Linked DNA regions of Sus scrofa: region 1 is linked to region 2. A link is a contact called in public Hi-C data. All regions are on one chromosome and are shown on one strand. The core of a region is the stretch at or near the end of the contact, and the rest is flanking DNA. Distances in the headings are between cores, read along the strand shown.

Region 1 (5,248 bases), core at 558-3,057, 560 kb before region 2:
CACCCCTATGTACACAGCAGCATCGTTTACAGCAGCCAAGATATGGAAACAACCTAAATGTCCATCAACAGAGGAAGAGATATGACGATGTGGTGTGTATATACAATGGAATACTACCAGCCATTAAAAAGAATGAAATAATGCTATTTGCAGCAACGTGGATGGACCTCGAGAGTCTCGTACTAAGTCAGAAAAAGACAAATGCCATACGATATCGATTATATTGGAATCTTTTTTTTCCATTGTACCCACAGTATATGGGATTCCTCGGCTAGAGATGGAATCAGAGTCACAGCTGTGACCTATATCACACCTATACCAGATCCTTAACCCATTATGCCACAACCGGAATCCCTACAGAATCTAAAATATGATACACACACAAAAATGACACAAATGAACTTATCCACGAAACAGAAACAGACTCACAGACATAGAGAACAGATTTGTGGTTGCCGAGGGGAAGGAGGGGTAGAGAGGGGGAAATTGGGAAGTTGGGACTAGCAGATGCGAACTATTATATATAGAATGGATAAATGACAACGCCCTACTACACAGCACAGAGAACTACACTGAATATCCTGTGATAAACCATAATGGAAAAGAACGTGAAAAAGAATATATACACATATAACTCGATCACTTTGCTGTACAGCAAAAATGAATACAGCATCGTAAATAAACTATATCTCAATAAAATAAATTACAAAAAAGAAAAAAATCTTCCCCTTTAATCCTTCAGGCCTGCTCTGACAGGCCTAGATCCTAGAGTAAAATCAGCCTAGGCAATAGTAATGGCTAAAATTCACTCATTCATTCATTCATTCAATTCATTCAACAAGTATTTCCTGGGTTCCTAGTTTTCACCAGACAGTTTTCTAGATGTTAGAGATACAGCAGTGCCCAAAGAAAGACAACAGACAGAATCTCTGCCTTCATGGAGCCCAAATTCTGGAAGAGTCTCTAGTGCTTATCAGACGCCAAGCTCTGCTATAAGCATCTTCTGAGTCCGAACTCATTTAATCCTCACAATAACTCTGTACGTTATTATACACCCAGTTTACAGGTGAGGAAATTGAGGCAACAAGATAAGGTACCTTACCTGGTAATAATAATGACCATCATTTCCTGCGTCCTTTCGCCACGTCAGCCGTGGGGGGAAGGGGAGGTATTTTACTGGAATGAGTCTCCCTGCCTCCTGGGAGCCTGGAGGGAAAGCAGAGGAGAGAGGCACCCATCCAGAGGGGCCGGCACTGGGCGCAGAGGGACACCTCCTTGCAAAGCCAGTCAGCTGGGTGCTCAGTCCACGCTGGGGCTGGGTCACCACCCAGTAACTTCAGGCTCCACCTGGGAAGCAAGTGGAGCCCTCAGCTTCTGTAGCTTCCAGGGGGTGACACTGTTTCAGGGCCCAGAAATGATCCGAATCTGGGAAATATTATTGTCTGCAAACCTTGTACTGGAAACATCACGGGGGAGCAGGTTGGCAGCGAGGAGGGAAAAATTAATACCTGCGTGTCTGCAGGGAAAATCACGGGCCTGGGGGGCCCAGAGTGCTGAGTTCCAGTCCCGCGCCTCTCAGGATGGGCTGCTCTGCCTTGTCAAAACACACCCCTCTCCCAGGTCCGGATTTCCCCATCTGTGACCGTTCGGGGTCTGATTTCGGGCAGAGGGTAGGCAAGAGCAAGGTCAGAGGTCTTGTTCTGCTTCCCCTGCTCCTCATCAGCCAGGGAAGGGGGTCCCGGGGGTGGGGGTGGAGGGCGGCCAGGGAAGCGGGCTCCGGCTCTGCTCGCGCGTCCGGGGAAGGCGGGCTCGGCCGCCCCCTGCCGGCCGGGAAGCTCCCAGCGGCCCGAGATCCAGGTCTGCTGAGCTGGGCACTGGATTATGTCACTCGGGAGAAAGGAAATGAGTCATCACCCCCCGGGGGCCTTAGGGCGGCCGGGCCAGTGAGGAGTCGCGGCCACAGGAACCCGGGACAATGGCGGGAAGTGAGAGGAATGTGGGCCTGGCTGCAGCAGCGCGGGCCCCCTCCGTGACCCCTGACCCCAACCCAGCAGAAAGCCTCACACTCCGGGGGGGATAGCTGGGGGCGGGAGGGCAGTTGGAGGCAGCCGGGTGGGGTGGCTGGAGGACGATGGGGTAAAGCCATATGGGGGCGCCCCAACCTGAAGAACCGGCAGGTCATCTTTCCATCGGCCTAGCCCGGCCCCCTAGTGGCTCCCCATTGTCCCTGGAATAGTGCTCAAACTTGACGGAAGATCAGAATAATCCCATGGGCTGGTTAAAACCCAGATCTCCAGGCCCCCCACCAGAGTAGGTCAGGGCTGGGGCAACAGCAGTGCATTTTTAACAAACTCCTAGTAGCTGATGCTGAGGCAGGAGTCCTGGGACCACGACCCAAGCCACTTAGCTGGCCTATTGTTCTGTGTGTCCAGCCTCACCTCTCTCCACTTCCTACCTCCTGCACACATGCTCTAGCAAGACTCAACTACTTGCTCTTTGCTATTTCTTTCTTCTGTGTGTTTACACTGGCTGTTTCCTTTGATGGAAATACCTTCCCCTCATTTCACTGCTGCCCAAACTGGCTGACTTCTACCAACACTTAAAAATCTCCTCCATGATGTACATCAAAGGGCACAAATAACAGAGTGAAGAGGCCGCCCACAGGTCAGGAGAAAATACTTGCAAACTCTACACGATAAGGGGTCGCTATCCAGAATATATAAAGAACTCCTATGAACCAACAACCAAAAAACACGCCACAGGATTTTTAAACGGGCAAAGGATTTGAATAGACATTTCTCCAAAGAAGATCCAGGAATGGCCCATAAGCCCAAGAAAACATACCCGATATCGCTAATCTTTAAAGAAATGCAAATCAAAACCGCAATGAGATACCACTTCACCCATTAGGATAGCTATTATGGAACACCAAGTCATCTGAAGTGTTGAAAAGGATGTGGAGAAACTGGAACACTTGTGCACTGTTGGCGGGGACGCAAAATGGTGTGGCTGCTGTCAAAAACAGTATATGGTGGTTGCTCAAAATGAGGAATATGATCCAGTGATTCTATTTCTGCATATATACCAGAAAGAATTGAAAGCAGATACTTGAAGAGATATTTGTACTCCCATGTTCATAGCAGCTTTATTCACAGCAGCTAAAAGGCAGAAGAAATCCAAGTATCGATTGACTGAAAGGATAACAAAATGTGGAGTATAAATACAATGGAATATTATTTAGACTTAAAAAGGAAGGAAATTCTGCAGTTCCCACTGTGGCGGATCCAGCCTTGCAGCAGCTGTGGCATAGGTCACAGCTGCAGTTTGGATTTGATCCCTGGCCTGGGAACTTTCACATGCTTAGGGTGCTGCCCCCCCCCAAAAAAAAGGAAGGAAATTCTGACACATAATACAACATAGACGAACCTTGAAGACATGAAGCTAAGTGAAATAAGCCAGTCACCAAAGGACAAAAATGATAAGTTTCCACTCATAGGAGGTACCGAGGCAGTCAAATTTTAGAGGCAAAAGAATTGCCAGGGGCAGAGTGGGGAAGGGGAGGTTGGGGAGTTACTGTCTAATGGGTAGTTTCAGTTTTTCAAGTTGAAGCATTCTGGGGACGGATGGTAGTGACAGTTGCACAGCAGGGTGAGTGTACTTAGAGCCACTGAACTGTACACTTAAAAATGGCTATGACGATAAATTTTAGGTCATGTGTATTTCACCATAATTAAAATTGGAATTTAATTAAAATTAAAACAGTCTCCCTGGCAGCCTCTGAGTGCCTGCTTCCCTTCCCCTTCCAGAAAAGATCAGGCCTTCTTATTTGCTCCCAACATACCTAATACCTCCAGGAAAGCACGTGTCACACACTGCAGAGGTTTTGGCATTTATTTTTGTTCACACATTTATTGTTAAATGGACAGTGGGCTCCTTGAGGGTGGAAAACCGCTCAATTCTTTGCCCTCCGCACATAAAAAAGTGAGGTGAAGAGTTCCATCTGTGGTGGGGTGGGTTAAGAATCCGACTGCAGCAACTTGGGTCACTACTAAGGCACAGGTTCAATCCCCAACACAGAACAGTGGGTTAAGGGATCAGGCATTGCAGCAGCTGTAGTGTAGGCCACAGCTGCAGCTCAGATTCAACCCTGGCTGGGGAACTTCCATATGCTGTGGGTATAGTCATAAATTTTAAAAAAAAATGAGGCGAGAATTTAGTAAAGCTTTGACCCACAAATGGATGAGGGATGAAGGTCAAGGATGAGTGGATGTGTAGGTGGGTGGATGTGTAGGTGGATGGACGAATTAACAAACGTGTGGGTAGATGGATAGCTGAGCCCAAAGGGTAAAGCGGCCCACCCCTGCAATCACTCTGGCATTTTGCAATGGAATGGGAGCCTGTCCCGAGGGACCTGGCACTGTGGGGTCGACAGCTCAGACACTTTTCCAAATCTGGACATGAGTTTTGAGCAGAAGCCCTTAGCCAGGGATTCCCACACACACCCTTTGGCAAATGTCATGATAAAACTGAATGAGTCCTGAGACCTGCATTCTTTTCCCTGCTCTGCACTTGCTCCATGACCTTGACCAAACAGCTCACTCTGTCCTGGGCCTCTACGTCCCCATCTATAAAGTGGGAAAAGGGCAAGGAGCTAAGGTTTTGCCTGGCTCTAAATCTCATCTTTTTTTTCTCTTTAATCCATTTTTTAAAGTTAGTGATGAAATATTTTCAATCAAAAGTACAAAAAATACTATAACAGACTTGCCCACACAGATTTAACAAATGTTAACGTTTGCTATATTTGCTTCAGATTTCTCTTTTCCCTTTCTTTCCTTCTTTCTTTCTTTCCTTCCTTCCTTCTTTCTTTTTTTTTTTTTTTCCAGGACTACTGAACCCACACTATAGCAGTGACAATGCCAGATCCTTCACCACTAGGCCACCAGGGAACTCCATGCCTCCCCTATTTAGATATCCACTACTCTCAAGTTAATATAGATCCTTCTTGTCCACCTATATATGGACATGCTTTTACAATATAGCTATATATCAATGTGTACCATATTACATTAATCATATATACAGTATATAAATACTACATACATATATAAATTCATATAATAGATATCCCAACAAAAGGTGTTCATAAATAGAATCATACTTTGGAACTTTTTTGCTCATCATTATGTTTTTGAGATTCATCTTTATTGATACATGTAGATCTGATTAATTTTTTAAATTTTATTTTTGA
Region 2 (5,259 bases), core at 1,004-3,503:
CTGTAGCCACCAGCCTACGCCAGAGCCACAGCAACACAGGATCTGAGCTGCATCTGCGACCTACACCACAGCTCACATCAATGCCGGATCGTTAACCCACTGAGCAAGGGCAGGGATCGAACCCGCAACCTCGTGGTTCCTAGTCAGATTCGTTAACCACTGCGCCACGACGGAAACTCCTGTCTTTCTGTATTTCTAATTTTCCAAAATTTTCACAGGGACGTATATTTCTTTATATTATGGAGAAACTAAGAGAAAGAGCAGTTCCTGCTGTGGCTCAGCAGGTTAAGAACCCACCATAGCATCTGTGAGGATGCAGGTTCAATTCCTGTCCTCACTCAGTCGGTTAAGGATCCTACTTTAGCCCAGGCTGTGGTGTAGGTCACAGATGTGGCTTGGATCCTGTGGCTGTGGCTGTGGCTGTGGCGTAGGCTGGCAGCTGCAGCTGTGATTCGACCCCTAGCCTGGAAGCTTCCATATGCTGCAGGTGCAGCCCTTAAAAAAAAGAAAAGAAAGAGGTTTGCTTCTGTTTGGGCTTCTATTCAGGTCTGTCTCTCCTCATTAGAGGACTTCAGAGGAACTCTTGTGGCACAGAGGGTTAAGAATCTGGTGTTGTCACTGCTGTGGCTAGGGTTGCTCTGTAGCTCGGGATCGATCCCTGGTCAGGGAAATGTCTGCGTGCCGCGGGTGGAGCCAAAAAAAAAAAGAAAAAGTAAAAGGACTTAAGAGACCTGGGATTTTTCTAGCTGCGTTTCTAAAATCCTAGGAGACCTGGTCATTTCTTTAACCCATCCCTCAGGGGGCTCTGTCCAGGGGGCTGGTCTGATTGGCCCATTTGTCGAGGTGGCTGCCCCGACCCCCATCAAAGCCCCCAGGGTACAGCGGGCCCCGCTGGGAACTCCCCCCACCCCACCCTGGTCTTCCGGCTGCAGGAGCGGCAGCGCATGTCCGACCGGCTGGAGGACACCAGCCTGCGGCTCAAGGATGAGATGGACCTGTACAAGCGCATGATGGACAAGCTGCGGCAGAACCGCGTTGAGTTCCAGAAGGAGCGGGAGGCTACGCAGGAGGTGGGTCCCAGGCCAGCGGGCGCCAGGGCTCCCCCGACCCCAGCCCCCCTGCTCCTGCCAACCAGCCTCTCTCCCCCCAGCTCATCGAGGACTTGCGGAAGGAGCTGGAGCACCTGCAGATGTACAAGCTGGACTGCGAGCGGCCGGGCAGGGGCCGAGGCTCGTCCTCCGGCCTGGGCGAGTTCAGCGCCAGGGCCCGAGAGGTGGAGCTGGAGCACGAGGTGAAGCGGCTCAAGCAGGTGGGTCTGCGGGGTGAGGTGTCTGGGTGTCCCCACCGGGCGGGCCTCCTGCGAGGGGCCAGGAGCTGGAGCACCACCTTCCCCCACGCCGCTGCCCGCTCCTCCTGATACCCTGGGCCTCGGGGCTGCTCATCCCCGTCTCACAGCTCGAGCAAGGCAAGTGGACATCCCAGGTCCTCCCTCAGCAGCCACGAAGAGAAGCAGACCCCAGTCCTCGGTCCTGGGCACGAGGGCTGGAGAATGAGACTCCCCAGCCCCGCGTGCAGCCCTTGCTGCCTTGGGTTCTCCCACAAGCGGACCCCGAGCCCACGATTCCATGTCACATGGTTCCCAGACACCCTCCCATGACTGGAGACCAGTTGGGGGTGGGGGAAGCGGGGTCCAGAGGGACATTGACCTGGTGAGGGCAGCCCTCGCTCAGACCTCTGAGTTGGCTGCCCGGGATGCAGAGGGGCTGGAGGTTCTGCGTCCCCAGCAACCCCAAACCCCAGCCCTTCTCAGCCATGGGGGGTGGGGGGTCGGGGGGACGCCCAAGGTCCCAGGTGCCAGCAGTTAGGAACTTTGAGGCAAAAGCAAGAGTCACGGGGCTGGTAAGGAGGGCCTGGGCGGGCTGTACGCAGGAGCAAGGGCGCCCTTGGGAGGAACTCCCAAGAGCGGGATTCCTGAGCCCGGCTGCAGGGGGAGCTGAGAGCATGAGCAGACCCGCCAGCCCAGGGACCCAGAGCATGCTTTTCACCCAGGGCCAGTGGTGGAGAAGGAGCCACTGGGTGGGCAGTGTCCCCACACAGGGCCTCTGAGCCCCCTCTTCCGGCTCATCTCCCCCTAGGGAGGAAGGAGCGGCCAGGAGCCATGCTTCTGTCCGGAAACTTGGCTCCCAGTACAGGGCTGTAGCGCCTCCTCAGAACCCCAGGACCTCCCAGCATCTAGCTCTCCTCCCAGGCAGGCGTGGCAAAGGCCACGTCATCCGTGGGTGTCCTGAGCTGCCTGTGACACTCCCCTGCCAAGGGGGAGGGTGCTGGTGGGGGCTAGGAGCCAGTGGATGCAGAGATGTGGGTTCTGGATGCCCGGGGAGTTGATGTGGCCTCTGTCCCCTCCGCAGGAGAATCATAAGCTACGGGATCAGAACGACGACTTGAACGGGCAGATCTTGAGCCTCAGCCTCTACGAAGCCAAGAACCTCTTTGCCACCCAGACCAAAGCCCAGTCTCTGGCTGCGGAGATAGACACGGCCTCTCGCGACGAGGTAACGTGCTCACCCGCTCTCGCCTCGGAGCCCGGCCCCGTGTCTGTGAGTCCCGCCCCATCCCCCGCCTCCATGGTGAGCCCCGGGCCGCCCAGAGCAGGAAAAGCGGGCCAGGGCCTGGCCGCTCCGAGTCCCCACCTGCGATGACCCCGAGCGACAAGGGCAGAGTTGAATCAGCTCTGGTTTCCTGTACGTGGTGGGGGAGCACGGGCTTGGGAGCAGAGCGGAGTTTGAGTCTCCACTGTGCCAGGAACGGGCTGAAATGGCCAGTTGATTTCATCAGCATGTGATCCAGGGGAGGCTGGATGTGCCCTGGAGCCAGGCCAAGGGGGGAGGATACTGGCTTTTCCTGGGCACCTGCTTGCATGTGTCTTCATTTAATCTTCTGAGAACTCGAAGGCGTTCTGAGCACGTTCCTGTCACAGATGGGGAGACCGGGACATGAGGTCAGCCAGCTTAGGGAGGGAGAGGGACCCAGGTCTCCGGCACCAAAGCCCACACTTTCTGCCCCACTGGGGTGTGCTGATGAAAGATCAGCCCTCCGAGGAGCTCTCACTGGGGCACAGCGGGATCCTCTGTGTCTTGGGAGCGCTCGGACAAGGCTTCTGTCCCCACCTCGGCACAGTGGGTTAAGGATCTGGTGTAGCCGCAGCTGCAACTTAAGTCAACACTGCAGTTTGGATCTGACCCCTGGCCTGGGAACTCCAGATGCTGTGGGGTGGCCAAAAATGGGAGGAAAAAAAAAAAAAAAGATCAGGCCTTGAAATACCTAGGTTAGATTTCACCGTGAATCGTAAGAGTCGGTGAACCCCTTACCCTGTGCTTGGGCACCAGCCTCCAGCCCGCAGGCAGAGGCAGCATTTCATTTCCATGAAGGACACAGCAGGAGGGGACCTAGAGGACAGTGTTGGGACCGGGCGGTGGTGTGAGGGACAGTCCATCCTGATTATAAAGGCCTCCGGCCAGTGTTCTCAACCTCTTCCACAAAATCACCCCTCCTGGACCCCTCCACGGGCCAGCCGTGTGAGAGTCCGTGGGAGGGAGGCCTGGGCCTCTGTGTATTTAACACTCCCTGGGTCTGACACCAGAGACTTGTGCCCCGGCTTCGAGGGCGGCGGTGGGTCTTGGGGCCCTGGCCCCGGCCTGGCCTCTGACCTGTCTTTCTGGTTCCCTTCAGCTCATGGAAGCCCTGAGGGAGCAGGAGGAGATCAACTTCCGGCTGCGGCAGTACATGGACAAGATTATCCTCGCCATCCTGGACCACAACCCCTCCATCCTGGAGATCAAACACTGAGACAAGGGGGGCTGGCTGCAGAGCGGCCTCGGCACCCCCGGACCCCGGGATTCAGGGCCAAGCCCCGCCTGAGGATGCGGCCCAGGCCGGGCCTCACGTGCACACTGTAAAGTGACTCTGGCCACCGTGTGATGTGTACTGGTGTGTGTCGGGGGAGGGGGGGGGAGAGCGTGGCTGCGCGGCCGTGGGCGCCCTCTTGTGCCGTCGGCCGTCCCTGCACTTCGCGGTCCCTCTGCGGGGGTGGGGGTGGGGGGGCAGGGGGTCCTGGAGGGGGGCGGGGGCGAGGTCGGCCGTCAGGAGCCGCCCTAAGAACCAGAGCCGAAGCTTGGGTGTCAGATACTGGACGAAATGATTCTACCTCTGGGGCCAGGATGAACAAGTCCTTGCGTGAGACGGGCTCTTCCACCCCATCCCTGCGTCCCCCGGGGGCGTGGGAGCCGAAGGATGATCTTTTCCGGGAGGTCCAATGCCTCACCAACCTCTTCAGCCCCCTTTCAAGCCCCGGTGCTGGAGCTCGGAGAGGAGGAAGGGGTGTTAGGAGGGGGTGGGTGGGGTCCTCTCGAGCCCCTTCCCCCAGCCCGCAGCCCCCGTGATGCTGGTGCCCCTTGTGTCTAAAGGACTTGGGCTTGCGGAGGCGCTGGAGGGGCGGGCGCCCTTCGTCCTGAGAGATCTTGGCGTTTTTCGGGTTCTCCTCCGTAGATGTCCCCGTCCCTGCTTCGCTCCCTCTCCCTTTCTGTCTTTGCTTTGTTTTTTAAGGCAATGAACAAATTCACGCGAGTGAATATCAAGGAGGAGAAGGAAGGGGGAGGGGCTGGGGGCCGAGGCTGGCTAATGCCAGGGGAGGAGGGGTCCTTGGGCAGCCAAAGACACGGTTTTCGGGAGGGAGCACGCCCACGTCCCCCGTCAGCATCCTTTGCGGTGGCTGCATTTTGAGAGAGAAGCACGGATGGAGCCTCTGACAGCGCCCCGCAGTTTGGGAAAGGGCCTCGCGTCCCTGTCCCTGGTGGTGGCCTTGGGTCTGGATTTTCGGAATCCAGCCTCTGGGTTTGGCACGGCTGCATAGCAAGGCCCCTGGGTTCCAGGCTTTAGCAACACACCTGTATTTGGTTCTCAGCCAGGGGAGCAAACACGGTGCGGGGGGGAGAAACGGGGAGCTTGCAGGGCAATCTTGGTCCCCTCTTGGTGCCACGGGGTGGACATCACCCCCTGGAGCTTTGGTGTGGCCGTTTGTCCTAGAGGGCTGGGTGTAGAGATGGTACTTTTCTCTGAGTTTTCCAGTCTGTCTCAGTTTTGTGTGGCTTGTGATGCGCTTTCTGAATCCACATGCACATAAACATGTATGGCCTTCACCCCCTGCCCATGTCTTGTTCCCTTCAGCCTTTGCAGTGGAAAAACACAAGTCTGGGCATGTTG

Evidence for each region. Hi-C and Micro-C count contacts between places; a contact is called where the count stands out from the background.
Region 1: a Hi-C map of omental adipose tissue shows a contact between it and region 2, with 1.6 times the contacts expected there. The contact joins the promoter of KSR1 here to the enhancer-like site in region 2. A contact is called at or near these places in 4 of 47 Hi-C or Micro-C datasets (embryonic fibroblasts, fetal heart ventricle, omental adipose tissue and 1 more).

What each region holds. Positions count from the first base shown.
Region 1 is chr12:43,923,781-43,929,028 of Sscrofa11.1, reverse strand. It overlaps KSR1 (kinase suppressor of Ras 1), which reads right to left and starts at 1,807. Exons shown (of 19, transcript XM_021067472.1): 1 at 1,103-1,807.
Region 2 is chr12:43,365,610-43,370,868 of Sscrofa11.1, reverse strand. It overlaps RAB11FIP4 (rab11 family-interacting protein 4), which reads left to right. Exons shown (of 15, transcript XM_005669074.3): 12 at 933-1,070; 13 at 1,151-1,309; 14 at 2,409-2,597; 15 at 3,730-5,259. The coding sequence ends at 3,846. Among named protein-coding and RNA genes, the nearest start is that of TRNAT-CGU, 20 kb to the right of the region's middle. Within about 2 kb of position 2,253, at least 9 of the 83 cell types and tissues checked have an H3K27ac peak or open chromatin away from gene starts, as enhancers often do. A contact at or near this core is called in omental adipose tissue and subcutaneous adipose tissue, where this site is marked.